Linked DNA regions of Sparus aurata: region 2 is linked to region 1. A link is a contact called in public Hi-C data. All regions are on one chromosome and are shown on one strand. The core of a region is the stretch at or near the end of the contact, and the rest is flanking DNA. Distances in the headings are between cores, read along the strand shown. Region 1 holds the start of ccdc88b (coiled-coil domain containing 88B). Region 2 holds the start of macrod1 (mono-ADP ribosylhydrolase 1).

The links. Hi-C and Micro-C count contacts between places; a contact is called where the count stands out from the background.
Region 2: a contact with region 1 is called in a Hi-C map of skeletal muscle, with 9 times the contacts expected there. The contact joins the promoter of macrod1 here to the promoter of ccdc88b in region 1. A contact is called at or near these places in 2 of 2 Hi-C or Micro-C datasets (skeletal muscle and an unstated tissue).

What each region holds. Positions count from the first base shown.
Region 1 is chr18:27,905,719-27,910,937 of fSpaAur1.1, reverse strand. ccdc88b (coiled-coil domain containing 88B) reads right to left here and starts at 2,163. Exons shown (of 28, transcript XM_030397163.1): 1 at 1,932-2,163; 2 at 125-273. The coding sequence starts at 1,991. It overlaps rom1b (retinal outer segment membrane protein 1b), which reads right to left. Exons shown (of 5, transcript XM_030395540.1): 5 at 4,699-5,219.
Region 2 is chr18:28,109,943-28,115,161 of fSpaAur1.1, reverse strand. It overlaps macrod1 (mono-ADP ribosylhydrolase 1), which reads left to right and starts at 1,978. Exons shown (of 11, transcript XM_030395996.1): 1 at 1,978-2,546; 2 at 3,929-4,027; 3 at 5,054-5,161. The coding sequence starts at 2,132. fermt3b (FERM domain containing kindlin 3b) reads right to left here and starts at 592. Exons shown (of 15, transcript XM_030396371.1): 1 at 434-592. It overlaps LOC115568588 (a long non-coding RNA gene), which reads right to left. Exons shown (of 2, transcript XR_003981428.1): 2 at 3,641-4,129.

The DNA of each region.
Region 1 (5,219 bases), core at 914-3,413:
ACTAGGAAACGCCCTCACACGTTCATCACATTTGTTCTTGTCCGCCCTTGTCTAGTCACCACTTCCACCACAGCCGGTGCATAACAGCGAGTCAATGAAGCAAGGAAATCTTGATCAATCTTACATGACCCGCATGACCTCATTGAGGAAAATCCCATTGGTCAGCCTCATGTAGCGGTCCCGGGCACTCTGGGAAACTGAGTTCACTTCCATGTACTGGCTGTAGAGCAGGACGCCGTCCTCTCTCTCCACCATCTTGTCAAACAGCTGAACCTGAAGGAGACGGGGGGAGAAAAGCATGAGTGTGTACCAAGGAAACCAGAGAAGAAGGAGGGGTCGCTATGTCACTGAACCTTGCTCTGGTGCCAGACTGTGGTGACAGCTGTATTGAAGCCTATGGGAGATGCATGGAGAAAAACACAAGATATCTACTCCATATGACTTCTGAAGATGAAAAACCTCCAGAAAATAACAGAGCGCACTTCAGAGAGAAGGTGAACTACTGATTTCTTTTTCCAAATGACTGACAGGGCTGAAAATATCGTGACCAAACCAAATGACCCTGCAATAACCCTGCGAAAAAAGGAGCTATTCCCAAAAGAGAAATCAAATGAATAGAGGTGTGTTCCTTTATTTTCTGGAGGCATCTCTTCATCAGATGTCGTTCCACGTAGATATGCTAGGTTTTAGTGTGTTCCTCCCGGAGACTGTCACCACAGTCTGGCGCCAGAGCAAGATTTTGTGACGTAATGGCTGTTCCATCGTTTTTCAAGTTCCTTGACGAGGACGACGGAGACAGAGACAGGAGCAGAGAGCAGGTACAGGGAGAGAGAGGAAGAGACAAGGAGGGGGGATGGAGAGGTTCAAACATTTTTCACACAGGAAGCCACTTGAGTTGGTGCACCTGTCTGGACAGGTGGAATCTGTGCTCTCACACTGGGAAGCACTTCACAGTGACAGGCAGCCAAGCAGGACTGGAGCCAAGGTCTCTCCCTCTCTGTGCTAAGAAGAGCCGTGCCAATGCAAACTGCAATATAATGAGGCTTATTCCCACCTGCACCTTCTAAAAAAACTGCACTGTCGGTAAACAGAGTAACGAGCTTCGAGTTGGTTCAGTATGATAAGGTGAGGCAGAGCAGCTCGAGACCCGGCGCGACAGGATAAACAGAGAGAGCGGCACCAGTGGACGTCCTTCAGCATATGTGAAGCAGGGTGAAAGCTCTCGTGTCAGTGAATAACCGCCCTGCTGAAGCGCCCTTGAGCCAGCTGCGGGCATCCTGTTGAACCTCACCTCTGACCCCCTCTTTGGAAGAGGGCACCATTAAAGAGTACCCTTCAAGGTTCAGTACAGTATCACATTATATCATAAATACTGCTCATTGACCAGAAGAGGGAGAGAGAGAAAAAAAAAAAAATCCCCTCGGGCTGATTGGTTTCCCATGTGGAAAACCCAGCTGGAAATCCAGTCTGTTACAAACCCAACAAATCCTCAACATATTTAAGGGATTGTTTTCCCTTTTATACATGGCACATGACTTTGTATTAGTTTCAAGTGAGAGACGGCCCAAGGACGCGGAAGTTTCAGGGCTAGGACAGGAAAAAAAAAAGTTGGCCACTGAGAGGCGAGGGAAGCTGCCAAAAGGAGAAGTGAGGGTTTGTTTTGTTGAACACAATAGCAAGAAGGCTTTATCTAGGCTTTTTAGCTGTTTACCCTGCTCTCCCTTTTGTATGTATTAAAGTAAATGGAACAGAAAAAGAAGCCGTAAAAGACACTGAGTGTTTGTGACTGTAAAATAATAGAGCCCACTTCAGAATAAGCCCCAGTCCGAGGCTCATTTCTACAGATTTAACACTGTTTGATTCCCTCCTCTGTGCCTGTAGAAAAGATGACCTTTCCACTAACTGAGAGTGATAAATGATAAATGACGTACCCATTGCGCCAACGCACTTTCCATGAATTCCTCTATTATCTCCATAATGTTAGAGTCCATTGTTGTGTCAGGAGAGCTGTGAAACTCTACAGAAGGCAGCTAATTAAAGAGTATTATCAACGCCATGCAAGCAATGAATCAAAGAGAGAGAATCCATCTTGTGTCAAGTGAAGTAGTTTGACATTTGTGCGGCCCTTCCCCTCCTCCTCCCTGCCTCTTCCTCTCTCTGACTGTGTGTCAGTTTCATTGCAAAACCACACCGGAATTTACTAAACGCACATGTTGCTTCTTTTTTTTTTCCCCAGCCGACATTAACACACGCCCTCAACACGTCGGCTGACGTCGGCCTACACGGGTATTTTAACAGATAGTAGCCCAGGAGACTGAACATAAACAAAAAATGACGAAAAGTGAATGGAGTTTGGTGCGGGCCAACGGGGATTGACGATGTTGTGCCTCGTTAATATCACCTTTTTTATATCCGGTATTTTTCATATGTACATGAATGTGGAAATACATTTATTTGACATATGACATGCCTCAAAACACGTTTCTGCATGATGTGAATTACAGTTTGATTTCTTTGTGGAGCGGGTTATTTGCATAAGAAGCCCACGCGGCCCCACAGAGTTATTTCAGCTCAATAACTTACTGGTTTTCTCATGAACACGACGACTGGAGTTATTGCAGTTATTAAACGTCTCAGGGATGTAGTGTTGCCAGTATTAAAAACGTATTCAAATCCAAATTCAAGCACTGTGCAACAGCGACCTCTGGTGGTTAAAGATAAAACACAAAGTTCCTATCTGCCCATTTAAGAATGCATTACATCATTATTTCCGTAACAACATCACTAGGGGAAGTTGTTTTATTTTGGTGAGGCACTTCCTGTTACATGAACACATATCTCTGTACCTGCAGAACAGTATTAGTCATTTTGTAAAGACTCATTCTGTTCAGGATATGGGTTTATAGTTGTTTATTTATATTATGTTGTGCTGTGTTACAGCCAGAGAAAACCACTTGAGCACACAGATGATCAATAGTTGGAGAGTTAGATACCACAGTTCGTTTACTTAAACAACGGCTACAAAACAATGATATTCAAGTCACTGATAACATGACCACTCATAGTCAGTTCTTACACACAACTGAGCACAAAAACAACATAATTGTCACCCAAGACAGACCCAGAGACCCCCAAAAAACAACATTTAGTCTTTATCTACTTAAGTTGGGTGAAGTTTCGCAGTCCACAAAACATTTTTTGAGCTTCACTTCAAAACAGCGTCCCAGCGTTGTCCCCAAACGACTGAAGGAGACAATGCACAGGCCCCGATTTGAAAAGAGGTTATATGCAGCCTGGACACCCGGTCGAGCTCGTACACCCATTTTTTGCTGAGCAGCTACAGTGAAGCTTACTGCTTAAGAAGTTGTAAATAGCATCTTTACAAACCAATTTGACATCATTGGGCTTCTGGAGACTTGGATTACTTAGGAAAGGCTGTGCGGAGCCATTTTGTGATTGAATTTTCATTTTTGGGTGACCTTATCCTTTAATTACTGGCAACATTAAATATTAAGAACTGACTGTTATTAGTGACAACAAAAGACGTAGTCTACTTTTTTTGTTGCAGTTGCTTTAACTGACAATAGACGGTTTTCTGCCTGTTGATGGCATAGTGTAATGGAGTTAGAATAATGAAACCATCAGTGTCTGCACTGCTTCCCTTTCAAGCTTTGCTATCAATATACAGTTCTGTCTGCCAACAGTCACGTGGTCACGCAGTTAAAGGAAGGTCAGCTGGAGATCCATTTCTATTAAAGACTAAATGATTGTTGTTGTTATTCAGGAGGAAAAGCTGAATGTTGCTACTTTTAAAGAAAACTAACTGCAGTTACAAACTTTCTGTGCCCAGCCGCTGCTGTATTGCACATTAAAGTTGTTCTAGTTTTTGCCGAGGAAATTTTTTAAATCAGAAGAAAAAGGTTCTTCAGTGGCGGAATTTTATGCCAAAACAAACTGAATTAAAAAACGCTTCACGACTGAATAATTGAATAAACAAACCGATCTTAGAGGACAGCGCAATTTCATACTGTTCTACTTTGTTTATACGTGGCGGACCCTGCCACCTTTGCAGCTTGTTCTGGCCGTGGGACCTTATTTTCCTCTGGGAACAGCGTTTTATTACCTCATTAATATTGTAAATATTCAAATCATTAGTTTGCATTTAATCTGCAAAACTACTCAGTGACCCTTCAATCATTGAAATATTATAGGTAATGTTTTTGAAGTAGGCTGCTGCTATATAACAAACATGATATTTTAAAAAATGATATACTAACTTGTGTTAATAATACACATATCATATTACCGTGGCAATAATCCAGCACAGATGTTATGACTTGTGGGTCTTTTATTCATCTGGTTACCTTTTCACTCTTCATTAACTGCAAACACTCTTTACACTTTCTCCACCTCGCTACTCTCATACTACTATCATAGTGTGATACATTTAAACTAAAGCAGAAAAAGTAGATAACTAACTTTCATAGATATCACAATATCTAATATTTAAGATATATATTTGTTTGGGAACAATAATCATGTAATGAAAATCTTATATCCTGACAGTCCTGGTTTGAAGGATACTTGAAACCAAACGTCCAGCCTCACCTCTCCTGTACCAAACCTGTGTTTGAATGTTAAAGAACCCGTCCCTCTGCAACCACGGCTAGGATTAAAATAAAACATTCATTGTCCTCATTCTGTGATAGAGTTTTATTCAAGAAGAATGAGCACACATTGGATAAACCTGTAGCTAGGACAGATCACCATCAAATATTCTTTTGCAAATAAAAAGCATTTTAAAAACTGTTTTCGCGTTATAAAACAACCTCCGACGACATGTTGGATGAGCGCGCTGTCGAGTGTGTTCCTGCGTGCTGTCAGTGTGTGCTGATACTGCTTGTGCAGCAGGTCTGGGATTAACTATACCAGGATTATCAGATTGTTTCAGAGCTGCCAGAATAGACACAATGACAGCTTCATATAGGGCAATCGCACTCACACGCACGCACACTCACAAACACACACACACACACACTTAATCCAACTCTCCTTTGCTGAACTGAGATAACCCACACTCAGGGACTCTATTATTTTCCGTGTACAAAAGGAAGCCGACACTACTTAGCAGTCAAAAACTTCTACCTTTAATATATAATTCATGTTTCCACATTTTAAACAGGTTCCTAAGCATTTCATTGCAGTTTAGTACAAAGTCT
Region 2 (5,219 bases), core at 729-3,228, 200 kb before region 1:
TCCGCTTTCTGACCCGCCCAGGGTGAATGTTCATCCAATGCCGATACAGCAACTAACTGCATGTGTATGAAAGTGTAAATCCACCTTAAATATATCTTCTTATAGGATTAAAATGTCTGTCTTTCGTCCATGTTTCTGTATTTTCAAGGAATATACCATTGACGGTTAGACAACAATGAACAGATGACATGCTTGCACCACACTTTACCTCCTTTGGAAGCCTAAACTTTATTTTTCTGCATGTTTCTGAATATAAGTTCTGACCTGTGACCAGTTCACCTGATGTGACCCAATGATCGACCTCACATCTACATATTTAATACAAAAGCCTCACACATACACCTTGCCTGAACTCTTGGCCTTCATGCTTTCTCCCTTTCTCTCACGTTGTCACAAACACTCACACACACACTCACACTCTGACAGACAGTACCGTTAGTCTCCTTGGTCCAAGGTTTTGAGAAATTTAGATTGGGGAACTCCTGGGCCTCTGTCAGATCGGTGGAGAAGTTTCCCAGTTGTTTTTCTGAGAAAATTTGCAGTAGTTTCCTCTCTCTCGGGCTGGGCAGGTTGTGGTCTGTCGTCGCTGCTTGTGTCACTTTTGTCAAGAAAGGCTTGTTCCTTTTTTTTTTTGTCAGCTTCCGCCAGCCGGAAATGTGAAAAGGGTTTCATGATTTGAGTGACAGGCTGTGTGAGTGATGCATATTTGGCAATGTGTGTGTGCAAGGGCATGCAGCCTATTTGGATGAGAGATATGAAATGTAAAATGAACAGACGCACATTATCACTCTCCTCTCTTTGTCTTTCTTCTCCCTTTTCCTTTTTTCGAGAACTGTAAGCACACGAGCAACAGTTAGATTATTGATCATCTTTTGTATTTTGCAAGATCAGCAATGAGTAGCTGGGTGTGGGTTAGTAATGCTGCATTTTAGCAGCTGACAGCTGTGTCAGAGTTTATGCCTCAGAGGCTGAGTAAAGAATATTTAGCCAAATATAAAGCAATGAGAGCCAACAAATTGATAATATCCCTCTAAAGATGGCAGCAGGTTTAAGGATTTACAACATAATAGTAATAGATAATTATTTGGCTCAATTAAAACAAAAAGGCACAAAGCTTGTGTCACTGTTACAAGTCCAGATCAACTTCCACTAGTTTCATCTGGGGAAAATAATTCTACCTTTAAATGGTGATCTGAATGCCCTTGATCTACATGTATGGCCACATTTTTCCACACAATCAGATGTAGGCCTACAAACAGCTAGGGGCTACCACAGTTATGCAGCCTTCGGTGGGGCTTTTTTCTACAGTGTGTGCTAATAAGCCTACTGTATGGTATATCAATTAGTGCTGTAAAATGCTTGGTTTTATATATTTTCCCACACATGTCCTGTTTACTACAGATGGCTTATGTTTTATCTCCCCACTAGCTGGCTATATTTAGCCCACTAGCATATTGTGGCATTTAAAAATGACCTCAACATTAGTTAGGGATACTGGTGCATATATGCGTGTGCATGGATATGCAAAAAGGTCAAATCACATGTGTCATAAAAACACAAAATAAAAATTCTGATGTGTTACAGAACAAACAATCAAGAGAAGCACTTTAATATCCATACATCGCTAACTAACTATGTAAATAAATAAATAAATAAACATTTAGTCCAGTAGTATTTTTGTTCGGCCGGTGTGCCTTCATTTTTTAATTCTAATATTTCCGACAGTCCTGAAGGATGCGTAAGCTGGTGGTCATTCGCTTCGGCTTCCCCATGTCATCTCAGTGGGGGTTTACACTCAGAGTTGAGACTGAAACGTAGAAACGCTGGTAACACCGCAACATATCCTTCTCATTAGTGATAAAGTTAAGTAAATACGCCGGTAATTTACACCATATTAGGAACTATCTAAACTTTAAAAAGCCTGTCGTCGTTCAGCAGCAGTCACGTAGCACCCCTTGTAAATGGTACATTCCACACGTCATCGTCCAAAACAAATATGGCACATGAGAGCGTTTAATGATAGAGGTGTGTGCTTCTAGTCCAAAACGAAACCGAACCACGGCGTGGCTGACTCGGTGACATTTGAGTTGCTGCAGCACGATCTGTTTAGTCCCCTCGGCGTCACTCAGGCATGGCACTGCAAATATCAGCTCTATTTTCATACATCAGAGCCCCTCTGTGCACCGGCCCTGTGTCCAGTATCCGTGCTACCTTCCCGGGTGTCAAGTTCAAACACATTATAACTAGTGGGAGCCGCCAGCTCGGGGGGAAGCCAGCAACAAGTCCTGTCCGCGGCCATATTAACGGTGCCGCCAGAGCCGAGAAGTTCTCAACAACAGCGACAGCAGCATTTTGGAAGTCCACCCAGGGGAACGGTGCCTCCTCACCCAGGGGGAGGAGAGGCTGGCTGGGTAAAGTCGCCCTCGGTGCCGCCCTCGGAGTGGGCACAGTCGCGCTGGTCCAGTCTCTCCACACGGGAGCCCTCACCGCCATGGCCCTCAAAGTTAACCTGAACTCCGATGAGGGAGGCTGGAAGGAGACCAAGGGTGAGACTGTGCAACAGAGGCCCAGAGGAGTTTAATGTAACGTGACAGCAGCCGCCCTGCACTGTGCTTTATCAATAAACGGAGGAGAAGCCTGTGAGCCGTTACATGGCTACAAACACCTGTCCGGCTGTCAGTTAGGGAGCCTGTGTGCTTTTAAAATGGATACTGGTCAAATCAAACAATCATCACAACAAAGCAGCAACACAAATACATTCATACAGACATACTAGACCTTAAAATAGTTGTAATGTTGTCGTCTGTAATGTCAAATCACAGTTAGCATACCATTAACTATATGATATATACACAATAGCATTCGAAAACATGATGTAAAACAGAATATGTATGATATAGAACATGCATACATACATTTGGACTGCAGCTAATGATCATTACAATCAACTACCTATCCCAAAAGTGATGTCTTATGTACGGTTAGTCAACATATAAGGTCCCCAGAACACTGTTTTCAAGCTAGGAAGGTGGCAGGGTCCGCCAAGTATAAACTAAGTACAACAGTATCAAGTTGTGTTGTCCTTTAAGATCAGTTTTTCTTACTCAGTTTATTCAGTCAGAAAAACAGAGGTAGTTTGTTTATTGGCATTAAAAAACAGACCAATCCGAATGCCTTCCCCCAAATTACACAGTGCACCTTTAATTTGAGACTGTAGAATACAAAAAGTAAATTATAGAATTTGGGAAGTTTTGACTAGAAACATGGCTTATAAACCTGTCAACATTAGCTTAGGTTCTTGTCATCATATGGCAGTCTGTCAGTATTCACTTTTACCCTGTTGCTGACAGTTTGTTTTTGCACTTTTCTGCCCTTGCTTCTGTCATTTTTTGCAAAGCTGTTCTGTAACTTTTGTCTTTTGCTCTGTTGTGTTGGCTCGTTGTATTGTTTGTTTTTTCTTGCTCTGTAATTTGCTCTGATTTTGTTGCTGCCCATGTCTTTGTCGCGCTTTTACTGAAAACGACATGCCTTCCATCATGATTTCTGTTTGGCATACTTGCAGTAATGTTGGTAGTTATGCTCAGTCCCTGAGAAATAAACTGGATAAATGAATAAATACAAATAAAATCAGTAATCATAATCAGTTGATCAAGTGATTTATTGGCTTAACACAGAATGTTGCTGTCTTTATTATGTAAATCTCTACTTGAACAAACTTGAAATACACAAATCTCACAGTAGAAATTTTACTGTTCATGAGTTTCTTAAGGAGATTTTTTGACCTAAACTTCATTAAATGTAGTTTTCTTCAGGCTGGCAACCTGAAGATACCTTGTTCCTGTGTTCCGAAACTTTAACAAAAATGTTTCTTTCAAGTCAATCTAAACAGATTATTCACAGCCTGTTCTCTCTCTCCATCATCTCTCAGACTTCTTGCTGTCTTTGTCTGTGAAGGACAGGCGTCAGTACTACAGGACTTCCAGCTCCGTGCCACTGGACGACATCCCGGTGTGGACTCCCACTGCAGGTCAGACTCCCAACATCAATCACAATCACTGTCAAGTTCATTCAGGGTCGGGTGGTCGTGGTGTTGAGGTCCAAAGACATGATCTCTTTGACTAGTTTCACCCTGTTGTGGGTTAAATCAGTTTAGATAATTTGCACACTTAGAGCATTTCAACTTCAAATATAACTACGGGAAGTACATTTTACAAACATACATACATACAGCAGAAAAGAAAACATGCAGAGGTACACACACATTACACATGCACTCACTCACACACATACAGTAATGTTAATGTGACAGGGTAGCTAGCCTGTTTTCATCAAGGTAAAACAGTAAGTGATTTGGGTTCCCAGTCATAGTGACAAGAGAAAACAATGTGTTTTTCGGTCTGTAATTCAAAGTGCCAACAGAGCTTGCCTCTCAAATGTGCAGTGTTAGATGATTCCAGAAAAGAGGAGCACAGTGGGCAAAGGCCTGACTACCAACACAGTTCTAATTGTGAGAGATCAGGCTGTAAATATATATGAGGGAACGAGTCCATTTAAAGCCTTCTAAGTAAAAAGGAGAATTTTGAAGCCACCTCTTGTGTGAACCAGTAGCCAATCAGACATCATTAACGATGTTACTCCCAAATTATTATAATTACTATAAATGACACACAACAATTAGCTCATTTTAATTGCTTAGCTTCCGTCTGTCGCCATTCAGCAACTGTCCAAAGAAAATCCAACTCATATTGAGGTTTGTTTCCAATATCTTTTTGTTTTTTTCTATATTACGAATTACTTGTATTTTGATTAAAAACACCATTTTTTTTCTCATCTTGATATATATTTGTTAAGTAAGTGTTCTTTGTGTTGATCTCTGATTGGTGGTTAATACATTTTTAAACTGATTAATACTTAACGGTGATTTATCAATTCCTGATTAACCGTTAACATCTCTAGTATAGAAACAAACCACCAAGACTTAATTATTATGCAAACTGATCAGGTACTTAAATCATGACACTGAATGTTCTGCATGTGTCTGTCTAATTTTCAGGTGGATCTGGGCAAACTCGCTACCAGAGGAATGAAAAACTGGACCAGAAGATTTCCCTCTACAGCGGTGACATCACCAAACTGGAGATAGATGCTATCGTCAATGCAGGTATGTGTGTGTAAACGAGCGACGAGTGTTTGTTTGTAGTCGGGTCAGTGTGTTGGTT